Linked DNA regions of Mus musculus: all the other regions are linked to region 2. A link is a contact called in public HiChIP or PLAC-seq and promoter capture Hi-C data. All regions are on one chromosome and are shown on one strand. Each heading gives the region's core, a stretch centred on a gene start, on an enhancer-like site or on the middle of the called end of the contact. The rest is flanking DNA. Distances are from core to core; before and after follow the strand shown. Region 1 has its middle 22 kb from the start of Gm15942. Region 2 overlaps Ncald (neurocalcin delta). Region 3 has its middle 87 kb from the start of Gm15942.

Region 1 (4,226 bases), core at 122-2,621, 350 kb before region 2:
GTTTAGAAACTCGCGTTGGAATATTTATCAGTCGGGGCTCTGAAACCAACTCTGGCTACTTCAGCCAAAAAGGAACAAAAAGAGCCATGGGACTCTTCCTGGGGTTGAGGGAAGTGCATGGGCTGCAAGGGTGGCCTCAGACAGAGGTGGGATGCTTCTGAGGGCCTGAGGGGAGTCTTCCAGGACTCACTTCAAGAGGAAGCAGCAGCAACTATTTTGCTTCCTGATATTCTGTCACTGGAGACTGAGATTCCTGGAAGAGTCTGTTGGTTGGGTCTGTTCCTGTGCCCTGGCAGGAAGGCCCACCAAGAATGCAAGTGGTTGAAGAGGGTGGAGGAAGTAGGCTCTCCTGTCTTCTAGGCATTTTTTTTTTTTGCTTTTGTTTTTGTTTTCCTTTTGAGACTGGGTTTCTCTGTGTTGCCCTGACTGTCCTAGAACTCCCTTTGTAGACCAGGCTAGCCTCAAACTCACAGAGATCCACCTGCCTCTGCCTCCCAAATGCTGAGATCAAAGGTGTGTACCACAGCCGCCTGGCTTTTGGTCTGTGTTTTAAACAGTCATTCAAAGGCATGCTTGAGCCCCAGAACAAGCTTGATATTGTAGAAATGTGGGTAACTGTGAGTACAAGAAACCATAAGAATGACATGGAGGGGCAGATGCAGGTGCACATCGTGGATGGGGCTGGCTCTGGGTGTCTCCACTGTGTGCAAAGAAGTGTGTGAAAGCCGCTGTCACAATCCATGCTGCTACTATGGCAGAATATCTCAGACTAGAGGATTGATGAAGAAGAGAAGGTTGTTGTCTCATAGTTTGGGAGGCTGGGAGATCCAAACCTGAATGCCAGCAGGTTTGGTTGTGTCCTGGCTGCCTTTGCGTTCCATGGTGGGATCTTGTCAGTGTATCCCTGAGAGGAAGAAAACTGTGAGCTCACAGAGGCAGAAGGGCAACTGTGTGGACTGTGAAGTCTGCTTCAAGGTCTCAGTCACACTTCGAGGGAAAGCACCGTCACACCCTTTAAAGGCCCCAGCTCTGATACTACCCACTGGCCACCACATTTCAGTGCCTTAATTTTGAAGCCTGAATTCAAACCATAGCTCTGGTCTCAGTGTTCCTTAAACAGGGGTTGGTTTCTCTGAGACTTCTCAATGAGAGCTTTAAATACTTTGAGGTTTCAATGGAATACCTTTTTAAAAGGTCCATTTATTCTGGATGTCCCTTAATACAACACATGCTTATGTCCCCTCCCACTCATCCTGCTTGTAGGAGCCGGGGGGCTAAGTAGGAATTCATTTCCAGTCATGATCTAATGAGAGAGATCCAGAAGCAGGCTAAATACAACAGTGCACTTGTGTGGTGTGCATGCCAGATGACATAAGAGTGCTGTTTCAGTTGGAGAAGAGAATTTGGAAGCAGGTCTTCCCCTGGCACACATAGTATACTCACTTTGGGCCTCAACAGTCAATGCCTTATGCAAGCTGAGAACAGCAATTTAGATTCAATGAAACAATAGAATCGTTTGCGTGCTGCTAATGTTGTTTTGAATTTTATTAGCTTTAAAGTTTTGAATTTAATTTGTACCACTGTTCTTAGAGTGCTGAGAAGGCAAACAAGGCTTACATAAGTCATTTTGTATTTCTGTGTGGTTAGCTGAATTAAAATAAAATACCTTTGGTCATCTCTGGAGGTCCTTGGGGTCCTTTCTTTCTTAAGTGGGGAGTATTTTATTCAAGGTTTGGAGGTGCTGCACCATGGGAGATATGCCCCAGAGCCACCTCTTCACAGAAGAGTCGCCTTTTCCAGCTCTGGCCTACTGAGCCAGCCATAGGACTTGCTGTGGCCGGTAGGGTATTATGAGACATGGAAGTAGGCTTGAGAGGAGCTTGTGGCTTCTCACCAAGTACTCCTTTTCTGTGAAGAAATATGCTGCTTCTAGCACTATAGATAACGGGAAGCTACCTGCATCCAGCTGATCCCAGTCAAGACTAGCTAAACTCTGGCCAACCAACAGTGGGTGGTCAGAAGAGGATGCCTGTGTTTGTTTACTGCGAAGCATTGTTGGTCGAGAGCTGAGCTATACAGTCTAGGACACTGGTCAGGTAGCTACGCACCCTGGTGTGTGCATCTAGTTACTGTTCTAGTTGCTACAGCCAAAATGTGTGGTAGAAGCAACTTCAGGGAAGAAGAATATGGTTTGGCTCATGGTTTCAGGGGGTCATCAACCCACCAAGGTCTGAAAGGCTTGGTGGGTCTTGGTCCCTGGGTGATGGGCAGCTACAGTGGGTGCTCTTCCCATCTTCATGGACTCAGAAGTAGAGATGAGACTAGAAATAGAGCTGGTCTGTAGCACTCCAAGGTCCACCCTTGTCAACCTACCTCAATCAGCCAGATCCCATCCCCTAAAGGTCTCATAGCCTCCCCAAACACTAGGACCTGCCAGGGGCTCATACCAGGAAGCTAAGTGTTCCACCACTAAGCTAGATCCCTAGTCTATAAACAATGGGCTTCACTGAGTACACTGATGGGGCAATCATAGCCATAGTCATTAGGACCACATCAGGGAAAAAGACAGATGAAGTCTCAGAAGGTCAATAATTTTTGTTTCATTATATCCGTTCATTATAGAAATCCATCCCTCCCCCTCTTTTCTTTTATTGATTTTTTTTTGAGACAGGATTTCTATGTGTACCAGTCCTGGCTGTCCTGGAACTTGCTTTGTAAACTAGGCTGTCCGTGAACTCACAGAAATTCCCCTGCCTCTCAAGCACTGGGTGTGAACCACCATGCCCAGCTAATTTTTCTCTTTTCACAAATCACTTCCACTCTGACACGTTTGAAGAGCAGCAATGTTACCAGGGAGATGTGAGCCTACTTATATGTAGGTTTACACTGAGCAGAAGAGTCAGAAAATAACAGGGCTATGTTTTTCCCATCGCCACTGAGACCATCGTCAGTCAGCCTTTTGTTCCTTTTGACTCGTGGATAGAAATGTCTAGGAGGAATGTAAAAATAGAAGATAAAATGAAAATATCATTTGGTCTACCAATTTCATTCTTGGCTGATTTTGCTTCATACAAAGTTTTGACTGGGTTCCGTAGTTAAAAATAACTTCCCTGTGTACGTGAAACTTCTCTTGGGTAAGTGGCTGTGTATCTGCTTATGTTTATGCATGCCTGGAAATTCTGCCGACTACGGAGGTCTGCAGCAGCTGATGTGGAATGAAAACAGTCCTGGGAAGAGAATTTGAATGAAGTGTTGAATACATTTAAAATTATTATTCAAATGACTGCAAAAGTTCAGTTTCATAAAGTCAGAACAACTGGAGACCTGGACCAACACTTCCTATTTCTCGTTTTCCAAGGAGCCGTGACATAGCTGACATGCCCAGCTCTCAGCAGCCATAATGTTGCAAGTCCCATTTTGGATTTCACTGGAAAGGGAGATGCCAGTGTCTCTCTGCTGGTGTTGGGAGGGTAGTCACTGGCAAGAGGCAACTGCAAACACAGTAGATGACACTTTGACAGGCAGTGGAACTTTCTTGCCTGTATGACCAGCTTTCTGTGTGTGTAGGCCACAGTGTGGGTGGCCTCAGACTGGTGGAGAGTCTGTACACCTGGGCCTGTGGCTCTCTGTCCTCCTGGGAGGGACGATGGCAGGGGTGTTTGTGTCTCCCAGTGAGGACCCTGTCATGAACCCCTTGTCCACTCTGCAGATCTGACCTACTATTATCATTCACATGAGAGTCCGTTTCCTCAGGGCCTCTGTGTCTCACCCACCTTCCATCTCAGAGAGAGGGACTGTGTGTCTCGGGATGGTTTAGGTAGAATTTTTGGATCGTACCAGGTTTGCAAGACTAGGGATATGGAAAAATAGGGGGGATGTGAGCATGGCAGAGGTGACAGGAGGTGAACAGTGTGTCTCTCATCCATGGAAAGGCACAACGGAGCTTCTTTCTACCACAAGTGCCCTAATGTGAAGGGTGGAAATGAGGCCAATCAGTGCTGATTTGCTTCCAGATGGGATGATGCAGCCAAGGCCTGAAACAGATTTTGGAAACAATTCAGTCAGCTGTAATGTGAACCCAAAGACATGCTCTCAAGGCTGCTGGGTTTTCCACACTTGTCTGGCAGCCTAGTGCTTCTCAGGCCCAGCTGCTGCTGCTGCTGCTCTGTCTTATCACCAAGCTCTGGGGTTCAGACAAGGGAGAGAGAGGTGTTGCAACAATTCCT
Region 2 (4,049 bases), core at 1,135-3,634:
ATTGTTCCCCCAAAAGCCTTAAATTAATAAAAACGTCTTTAGAAGCCAAATTCTGTAGGTCTCTGAGGTTTTTGAAGACCATCTATCTATGGTATATCTGAATAGGCAAATGTTGCTTGTTTCTAGCTATTTACTACCTGTTCAACTTTAGAAACATATTTTTGTAGTAGACTAACATCTAACAAGACCATAAGTTTGACTGATTAACTATTAACTTGCATCACATAATTATCCTAAATAGTTTGTAATAGCAGCTTATAAAAACTAGAATTAAACTTTGTACTTTTTAAATGTTCTAAATAGGTCCAATACCTTAGACAAGAGTTGAAACATAAGGTGCATAGTATGATGTAACAAAATAACCGCTACCACTGCCACATCCTGTCCTATACAAAAAGCCCTGAGACAGGCCCAGCTCCAGCAGAGCACAGCTACCTTCCCTCTACTCTAGCATTTGAAAGAGCTACGGTTGAGATGAACTGTGTTTCCATATCACTGCCCTTTGCTTCTGTCCCTAGGCGATCTACAAAATGGTTTCCTCTGTCATGAAAATGCCTGAAGATGAATCAACCCCAGAGAAAAGGACAGAAAAGATCTTCCGCCAGATGGATACCAATAGAGATGGTAAGAGGCTGAGGGCTTTGTGTGGGCCAGGCTGCTGGATGTCAGCCATGGGTGTGATCTGTGAGAGCCACCTGGGCACAAAGGAACAGAAGCATGTGGACTCTGGAGCTGGTCCCAGTCTCAGGGGAAAGCCTTATTTTCTAGGCCCTTCTATCCTCCCATGTTATCTCTACTCCTTCCTCAGAATAGCATGGCTCCTCTGAAGCAGAAATAAAAGGACCCAAGAAGCCATTGAGTCAGGATAGGCCTTCCCCAGAAGGCTGGATCCAGTGTGTAGTTGGAGTATGTCAAAAGGCTCAATGCTTCTTACCAACCCCAACAGCTTTCATCCCAACCTGCTTGAGAGGTCGTATGAGCATGCTCCAAGATGCTGAGTCCAAGTGAAACCCCCAAGTAGTGGGAAGCAAGTAGAGGGTTGGAGTGAGTGGTCAGCAGGTTACTATTGAGTAGAGGGTGCTGTCCCAAAGCAAAATGTAACTAGCAGATGTGCAAGCCAAGTGGAAAGGAAAGTTGTACTTCAAACAAAATAGACAAGTCTGGTATGGTGACTCAGGACAACCACAAGCTTGAGGGCAGCCTGGGCTACATAAGGAACCCTTATCTATGAAATAAGTAAATAAATAGGAGTTCTGCATGTCAGGCTGCCAAGTAGGATACAGGAGGCCCAAGCAATTGAGAAATAATGGCTTCTTTTTGGCATATCTATGTCTGCATGCAATATTTGGGACATATTTATGCTAAGGAGTTGCTTGTTATTCAGTTGAAATTCAAAGTTAATTTAGCATCCTTATTTTTCTTGCCGAATCTTGAAATGTTATCCAGAAATGGTACCCAAGTCTTCAGTGCTCAGTCAAGGCTGACCCATGCTGTCCAAGGCTTCACAGCTCTTTAAACAAACACGTATTTACTATTTATGGGCATGTCCTTGCATACCTGTGTGAATTTATTCGAACCACATATATGCACAACAGAGGTCACAGTTCCCTGAACTGGCTCCAGGTGGTTATGATCTACCCAATGTGAGTGCTGAGAATCAAACACTGGCCTTCTGCCCGATGAGTAAGTGCTCTTGACCACTAAGCCATTTCTCCTGCCAACTCACTTTTAAAACGTAAATTTTATTTTCTTTATTATTACTGTGCATAATGTTACATGTATTATTACATGACCTGGTGCATACATGGAGGTCAGAAGACAACTTAATGGAGTCCATTTTCCCCCTTCTCCTTTATATAGATTCTAGGGATCAAATTCAGGTGGTCTGGTTTAGGCAGCACATACTTTTACCCATGGAGTCATGTCTCCAGCCCCAGATCTTCACTCTTGATATTTAGCAAGTCTAGTCAGCGGTGTAAAAATGGACCACTCCCTTGTGATATGCATTATAGAAGACTCTGCATAGAGCAAGCCTCTTTCTGCATGCACACGTGGGGTGCCAGGTCCCTGAGAATCTCGGTTTGTGTGGTGCAAGCCAATCTGTTGGCTGTGTTTCCTCTATGAACTTGCATGGCATCCTCTGACATCCTGTTTCCCCTCTGGAGCCTTGATTCTCAGCAGTTTGTTTTGCAAAGTTTAAACAAACATGGGATTGTTTTAACAGTTAATGGACTTGCTGATGTTGAAGCTCAGGTTTTGATAGTCTAGGGAACATAATGGCTTTAAGACCCAATCTCCTCCTTAGAGGAGTACTGAAGGATGAGAGACAAGACACCTTCAGATGTGTGGCTCACAGGCAGTGCCAGGGCTTTTCCACTGGAGATGTTTCTACAGATGGAAGGGCCCTGGCTGGGTTCCCATTCCCAATGGACAGCTGACTACCACTGTCCTGGGCTTTGCTAAAGCAAGATTTGTTTAAATAAAGGAAGCTATGGGGATGGAAGCAGCCAGGGAAGGAGGGGGACAGACTGTTGAACACCCAGGAGACTCTCTGCTTTGGCTCAGGGCTTGGCTTCAGGGCCTCAACTCTGAGGCCCCAGTCCCTTCCCACCAGAAGCAGACCTGGCTTCGTGTAAAGCCTGCTCCCATCAGTCTTGTTAGTCAACAGTCTTTGTGTTTCACTGCTAGTCTCTGCCATGAAAAGTCTGTCCCTACATAAGGCAAGTCACTATGGAGTCTGTGTAAGAGGCAGAGAGTACATGTTGAGCTCTAAGTGCTCCATGGCTTGTGGTTTCCAGTGCCTGTGCCTGCAACTTTGATGTGTTTAAGTGGAGCTTTGGCCCCCAAACCCCCATTCTCATCCTGAAGTGCCAGTGGAGGTAGCTTGGAAGAGCAGCTAAGGTGGTACTGAAGTGCACAGGCCTCACGGAGCCTGACAGCCGGGTGCCTGTCCTTGGAAGAACAAACAGGGCTAAGTCTCCAGGAAAGGAAAGAGGACAGAGCTAGGTAAAGGGACCCAGCTGTTCTAGTCCAATTTATCATTGTATGGATCACTTTAACGAGTCACTGTGGAAGTACAGGAATGGGGAAAGCCACCATCACCCATATCTCCACAATGACAGTGACAGAGGACCTTTACTGGAAAACAGTTAGGCAGAAGGATGGGGGGGGGGGCAAAGTAATAGATCTGGAGTCATGAGGAAGCTTTGACTACATAGTGAGGCTCCGTGTCAAAAAATAAATAAAAAAGAAGGAAGGAAGGAAAGGGAGGGAGGGAAGGAAGGAGGGAGGTGGTGCAGTGAGAGAACAAATCCCTGACTTCTTTCTCAAGCCACCTGGGTTGAGGGACCAGTGGGTCACCCTCTGTCTAGCTCACACTCCTTTATTCTCCTGGCTTTGGATGAAGATGCTACTATCTTCAAAAAGTGGTTTAAAAAAAAAAAAGAGCCTACAGTTTTGCTCTGCCCACCTAAGGAGCAGGTTATCTGTGAACCTGAGTACACCAGTGTGGAGTGGCTCAAGAGCCTGGCACACTCAGATGAGCTGGGGCTGCTCTTTTCCCAGGGTGGGTAGAGGCAGAAAGGCTACTAGGGCAGAGATTTAGGCCAGGGTGAGCCAGTACCCTCCCCAAGCCTGGGATCTTGTCTTGGAAGTGGTGTTGAACGGCCCTGTGCACTGAGTCAGGTGGGGGATGTCTGAGTTAAGAGAGAAGTGGGGATCCTGCCTCATGGTCTACCCAGCCTCTACTGAGGAAGCCACAGGCTTCTGTTGCTCCCAACACTGGCCGGCACTCATTCACCCTCTTGTTTCCTAGGAAAGCTCTCCCTGGAAGAATTCATCCGAGGGGCCAAAAGCGACCCATCCATTGTGCGTCTCCTGCAGTGTGACCCCAGCAGTGCCGGCCAGTTCTGAGCCCTGCACCCCCAGGACGCTACAGCTGCTTGTGTCCCTCCTGATTAGCTTTTAAACTTACTTCGGTTTTTGTTTTTGCCAAACAATATTGATGGTGACACTGTGCCCTCTTCAGTCAGATGTGCCCTCCTGTGACA
Region 3 (3,818 bases), core at 829-3,328, 420 kb before region 2:
GTGATGTCTGTCAGGGTATGGGATTTGGAGGTGGTGACAGCTTTTGTCCTCATTCTTCCTATCCTAGAGACTCTCATTGGAGGACAGTGAAGGCAGAATTCAGGGACAGAAGGGACCCATAAAAGAAAGCAGGAACTTTCCACTGTGATGATAAACCACCACGCAGACAACACATTTTCTGTGAGCTCTGTGTGCTTTGCCTAGAGTATAATATTTGTAGTAACTTTTTCCCTCTAGGAAACAATTTTTTTCTTTAGACGAATTGACTTTATCCTGTGTGTATGAATGTTTTGCCTGCATGTATGTGTGTGCTGGTGCATGGACAAGTCAAAGAAGGCATTGGATTTCCTGCAACTGGAGCTATAACATGTGATCGTGGGAATCAAACCTGGGTCCTCTGCAGGAGCAACAAGGGTTCTTAACCCTTGAGTCATCTCTCCAGCCCCAGAAAACCTTATTTCAAGTAGAATTCAAGTCTGTTGTGTTAGGAACTCCCCAACGCAGACAATTTTTCTATTTTATTTTATTTTATTTTATTTTATTTTATTTGTGTGGATGTTTGCCTGCGTGTGTATATGCAACACACATGAGTCAGACCCCCTTGGAACTGGAATTGTGACTCAAGCATCGTTAGCAGAACCTGCCCTCTTGCTCATCTTGGTTTGCCCTCTTGGAGTTGGTGGCATTTTGGGCTCCTTCTTACTGTAGGCTATCTGGGGGGCACTAACCTTTACATGGTCTGGGTTTTGTACATCAGGCAGGAAGAGGGAGCCTCTACCTTGACATTGCTCACAGTGGCTCGCTCCAGCTCATTGTTGCATCTTAGATCTTTTAACTCCTGAGCCACAGGCTGAGGAGCAAGGCTACTTCTCTTGCAGAAACCTGATGCCATCAGGAGACAGGCCCTTTAATTGTGGGTTGTGAAACAGATGTTCTGTAGACTTCTGGTGGCACATCTACATTCCAGATGAGAGGACCAGGCTTTGGAGAATTAAAAAACTTAAAAAGGTCACATGGCTTATAATAAGTGGAATTTGGGACTGAAGAATCACAATGTACGCACTTAGATATACACACGTATTACTCGTGAACAGGATGGTTAAAGGGGGGTTACTAGGGCTCGATTCTCTGTTTCCAAAAAGACAACTCCATAACTTTGAGAAGTTAAAAGCATCTCCGGGTTGGAGAAAAGAGGGAAAAGGAAGACACAGGTCTCTCTCTCTCTCTCTCTCTCTCTCTGTGTGTGTGCGTGTGTGTGGCGGGGGGTGGGGGGGCTTCTCACATCCACGCATTCAAAGGATGATTCAGAGCAGTTTGGACCTGCTCTACACTGCGCTAGGTTCTCAGGATGCAGCAGAACTGGCTTGAGTTCCTGTGTTAGTCGTTTTGTGGCTGTTACCAAATACCTACTGTGGGTAACTCTAAAAGAGGAAGTGCATATTTTGCTTAGTTTCTGAAGGTTCTCTGTAGCTTAGTGCTTTGGGAACAAACTTTGGGAACTGGAGTGGCTGGCACAGACTGTTCACCTCATGATGGCTAGAAAACAGAGACTGGGATAAGAAGCAGCGGGAAGTGGGGGGGCAGGGGGGGCGCAATATGCCCCCACTGACCTACCCCACTCCCTCTAGCTAGGTCCACCTGAGAAAGTTTAAAGATTCTCCCAAAATTGCCTCACCAAGTGCAGACCTATGAGTCTATGGGAGACCTTTCCTATTGCAACCATGGCTTCTTCCTTTTAATTAATTCATGGAACAGATCAACAAGAGCTTGGACCATAACAGCAGTAATGGCATAGCATAAGAGCTGAGCTCATTTGGTGGGGACAAAGAGCTTTTGTTTAAGATTTGCTGAAGTAGTCCCAGGAACATGGCTTGTGTACTAAATGAGGAATAAGTATTCCTTAAATACATTAAAAGTGTGACAATATATAAATGGTATAAAGTTTGCCATTTTAATCACTTTAAGTGGACTATTTTGTGTCACTGAGAACATCTGTGTTACTGTGTCTCTGGCCACCCCTCTCTACAGCCTGTTTTTTCTCTTTCTGAACTGAAGCTCTGGGCTCATTAACAGTAGTTCCCCATTCTTCTCTCTCCTCAGTCCCTGACAGCCACCTTCCTCCTTTCTGCCCCGTGAGTCAGAGCATGTGATTGGTGTGGTGCCTAATATTCACCTTTTTGTGACTGATTTATTCCACTTAACTGAATGCCTTTAGGTTCTCCATGTTGTGATAGATACTGGGATTTCTTTCCTAATTAAGACCGAGTACATTCCATTGACTGCATACAGCAGACCGGCTCTCCATTTGTCTGTTGCTGGGCATGGCAGCGGCTCCCATCTGTTGCTCTTGTGCATAACACACTACTAACATAGGCATGTAAGTGTATGTTCATGTTTCTCCTTTGGCTGAGCACTCAGAGCTGACACTGCTGGATCGCTTGACACTCTATATTCAATCTCTTGCAACTACCAGATTGCTTTCCAGAATGCCTCCATGTCGCACACCCAGAAGGATCCTGACAGGGAGTGGGAGGAGAGAAAAGGCTGCAGAGGTGTGAGGGGTTTCTCCCACACCCACAGGACTGAAACATCGTCATCTTTGTCCTGTGTGGTATTAAATTTGGGAGCAGAAGTAGACATGGATCTGAGACATTTTCCTCAGATAGGTTGACCAGTTGTTCATGGGAAATACCTCCTGGAATTCTAAGTGTGAATTCAATCTAGTCTGGCAAACTCTGTCATTTGTCCCATGAAGGGTGGCAGAAACGAAGCAAGCTTATGTTAATGGGCTGTTTATATAGCTGTTGGGATAGTGAATTGGCTATGTGTGTGTCTACGTGTGTCTGTCTGTGTGTGTGTGTGCATGTGGTGTGTGGGTGTGGTGTGTGGTACATATGGTGTATGTGTGTGTGTGGTGTGTTTGTGTGCTGTGTGTGTAATGTGTGTTTTGTGTGTGTGTATGGTATATGTGTGTGTGGTGTTATGTGTGTGTAGTGTGTATGTATGGTATATGTGTGTGGTATTATGTGTGTGGTATATGTGGTGTGTGTGTGTGTGGTGTGTGTTATGTATGAGGTGTGTATGTGTATGAAGTGTGTGTGTGTGGTGTGTTTGTGTGCTGTGTGTGTAGTGTGTGTTTTGTGTGTGTGTATAGTATATGTGTGTAGTGTGTATGTATGGTATATGTGTATGGTGTTATGTGTGTGGTATATGTGGTGTGTGTGTGTGTGTGTGGTGTGTGTTATGTATGAGGTGTGTATGTATATGAGGTGTGTGTGTGTTTGTGTGTGTGGTGTTATGTGTGTAGTGTGTATGTATGGTATATGTGTATGGTGTTATGTGTGTGGTATATGTGGTGTGTGTGTGTGGTGTGTGTTATGTATGAGGTGTGTATGTATATGAGGTGTGTGTGTGTGTTTGTGTGTGTGTGTGTTTTTGTGGTGTTATGCCTGGGGAGTGTGAAAACAGTTTCTCGAAGTACTTTGGGAGTCAGGTTGGCTGCAGAGTGCTGCCCACAGAACTCTGCTCTTCAGCTTTGTCCTGGCAGGCAGTTATGTAGTCCAGGAAGTACCTAGCCACTCTTGTTCTCACCTCCTAGCACCTCCCAAGTGGCGAAACTGTCCTGACCATAAGCTAAGTGGGCTGTAGCCAGTGCACTGCTTGAAGGACACAGAAGAAAGGCTGGAGGGTGGCAGAGCAGAGAACATGGCATTTTGGAGCCCCATGGTCCACCCCATGTAAAGGGTGAAGGGAACCAGGGCACCCAGAGATGGAGGGACTCACCAATGGTCAGGGATCAGGGAACAATCGGTAGAACT

Evidence for each region. Promoter capture Hi-C pulls out the DNA fragments that hold promoters and counts their contacts. HiChIP or PLAC-seq counts read pairs in DNA pulled down with a chosen protein or histone mark.
Region 1: a contact with region 2 is called in an H3K27ac HiChIP or PLAC-seq map of neural progenitor cells, with 4 times the contacts expected there. The contact joins two enhancer-like sites. A contact is called at or near these places in 3 of 39 promoter capture datasets (cranial neural crest, embryonic stem cells and hippocampal neurons), 1 of 484 Hi-C or Micro-C datasets (CD4 T cells), 1 of 115 datasets of contacts at active chromatin or transcription factors (neural progenitor cells) and 1 of 9 other capture datasets (embryonic stem cells).
Region 3: a contact with region 2 is called in a promoter capture Hi-C map of neural stem cells. The contact joins two enhancer-like sites. A contact is called at or near these places in 8 of 39 promoter capture datasets (the 3T3-L1 cell line, cranial neural crest, embryonic stem cells and 5 more), 3 of 484 Hi-C or Micro-C datasets (the P5424 cell line, cerebral cortex and stem cell-derived neural progenitor cells), 8 of 115 datasets of contacts at active chromatin or transcription factors (embryonic hindbrain, embryonic stem cells, fibro-adipogenic progenitors and 2 more) and 2 of 9 other capture datasets (adipose tissue and embryonic stem cells).

The regions. Positions count from the first base shown.
Region 1 is chr15:37,720,171-37,724,396 of GRCm38.p6, reverse strand. It overlaps a transcript of Ncald not described here. Among named protein-coding and RNA genes, the nearest start is that of Gm15942, 22 kb to the right of the region's middle. Within about 2 kb of position 1,371, at least 18 of the 459 cell types and tissues checked have an H3K27ac peak or open chromatin away from gene starts, as enhancers often do. A contact at or near this core is called in neural progenitor cells, where this site is marked.
Region 2 is chr15:37,368,691-37,372,739 of GRCm38.p6, reverse strand. Ncald (neurocalcin delta) reads left to right here. Exons shown (of 4, transcript NM_001170868.1): 3 at 519-624; 4 at 3,815-4,049. The coding sequence ends at 3,912. Among named protein-coding and RNA genes, the nearest start is that of 4930447A16Rik, 55 kb to the left of the region's middle. Within about 2 kb of position 2,384, at least 8 of the 459 cell types and tissues checked have an H3K27ac peak or open chromatin away from gene starts, as enhancers often do. A contact at or near this core is called in the P5424 cell line, neural progenitor cells and neural stem cells, where this site is marked.
Region 3 is chr15:37,785,246-37,789,063 of GRCm38.p6, reverse strand. It overlaps a transcript of Ncald not described here. Among named protein-coding and RNA genes, the nearest start is that of Gm15942, 87 kb to the right of the region's middle. Within about 2 kb of position 2,078, at least 53 of the 459 cell types and tissues checked have an H3K27ac peak or open chromatin away from gene starts, as enhancers often do. A contact at or near this core is called in the P5424 cell line and neural stem cells, where this site is marked.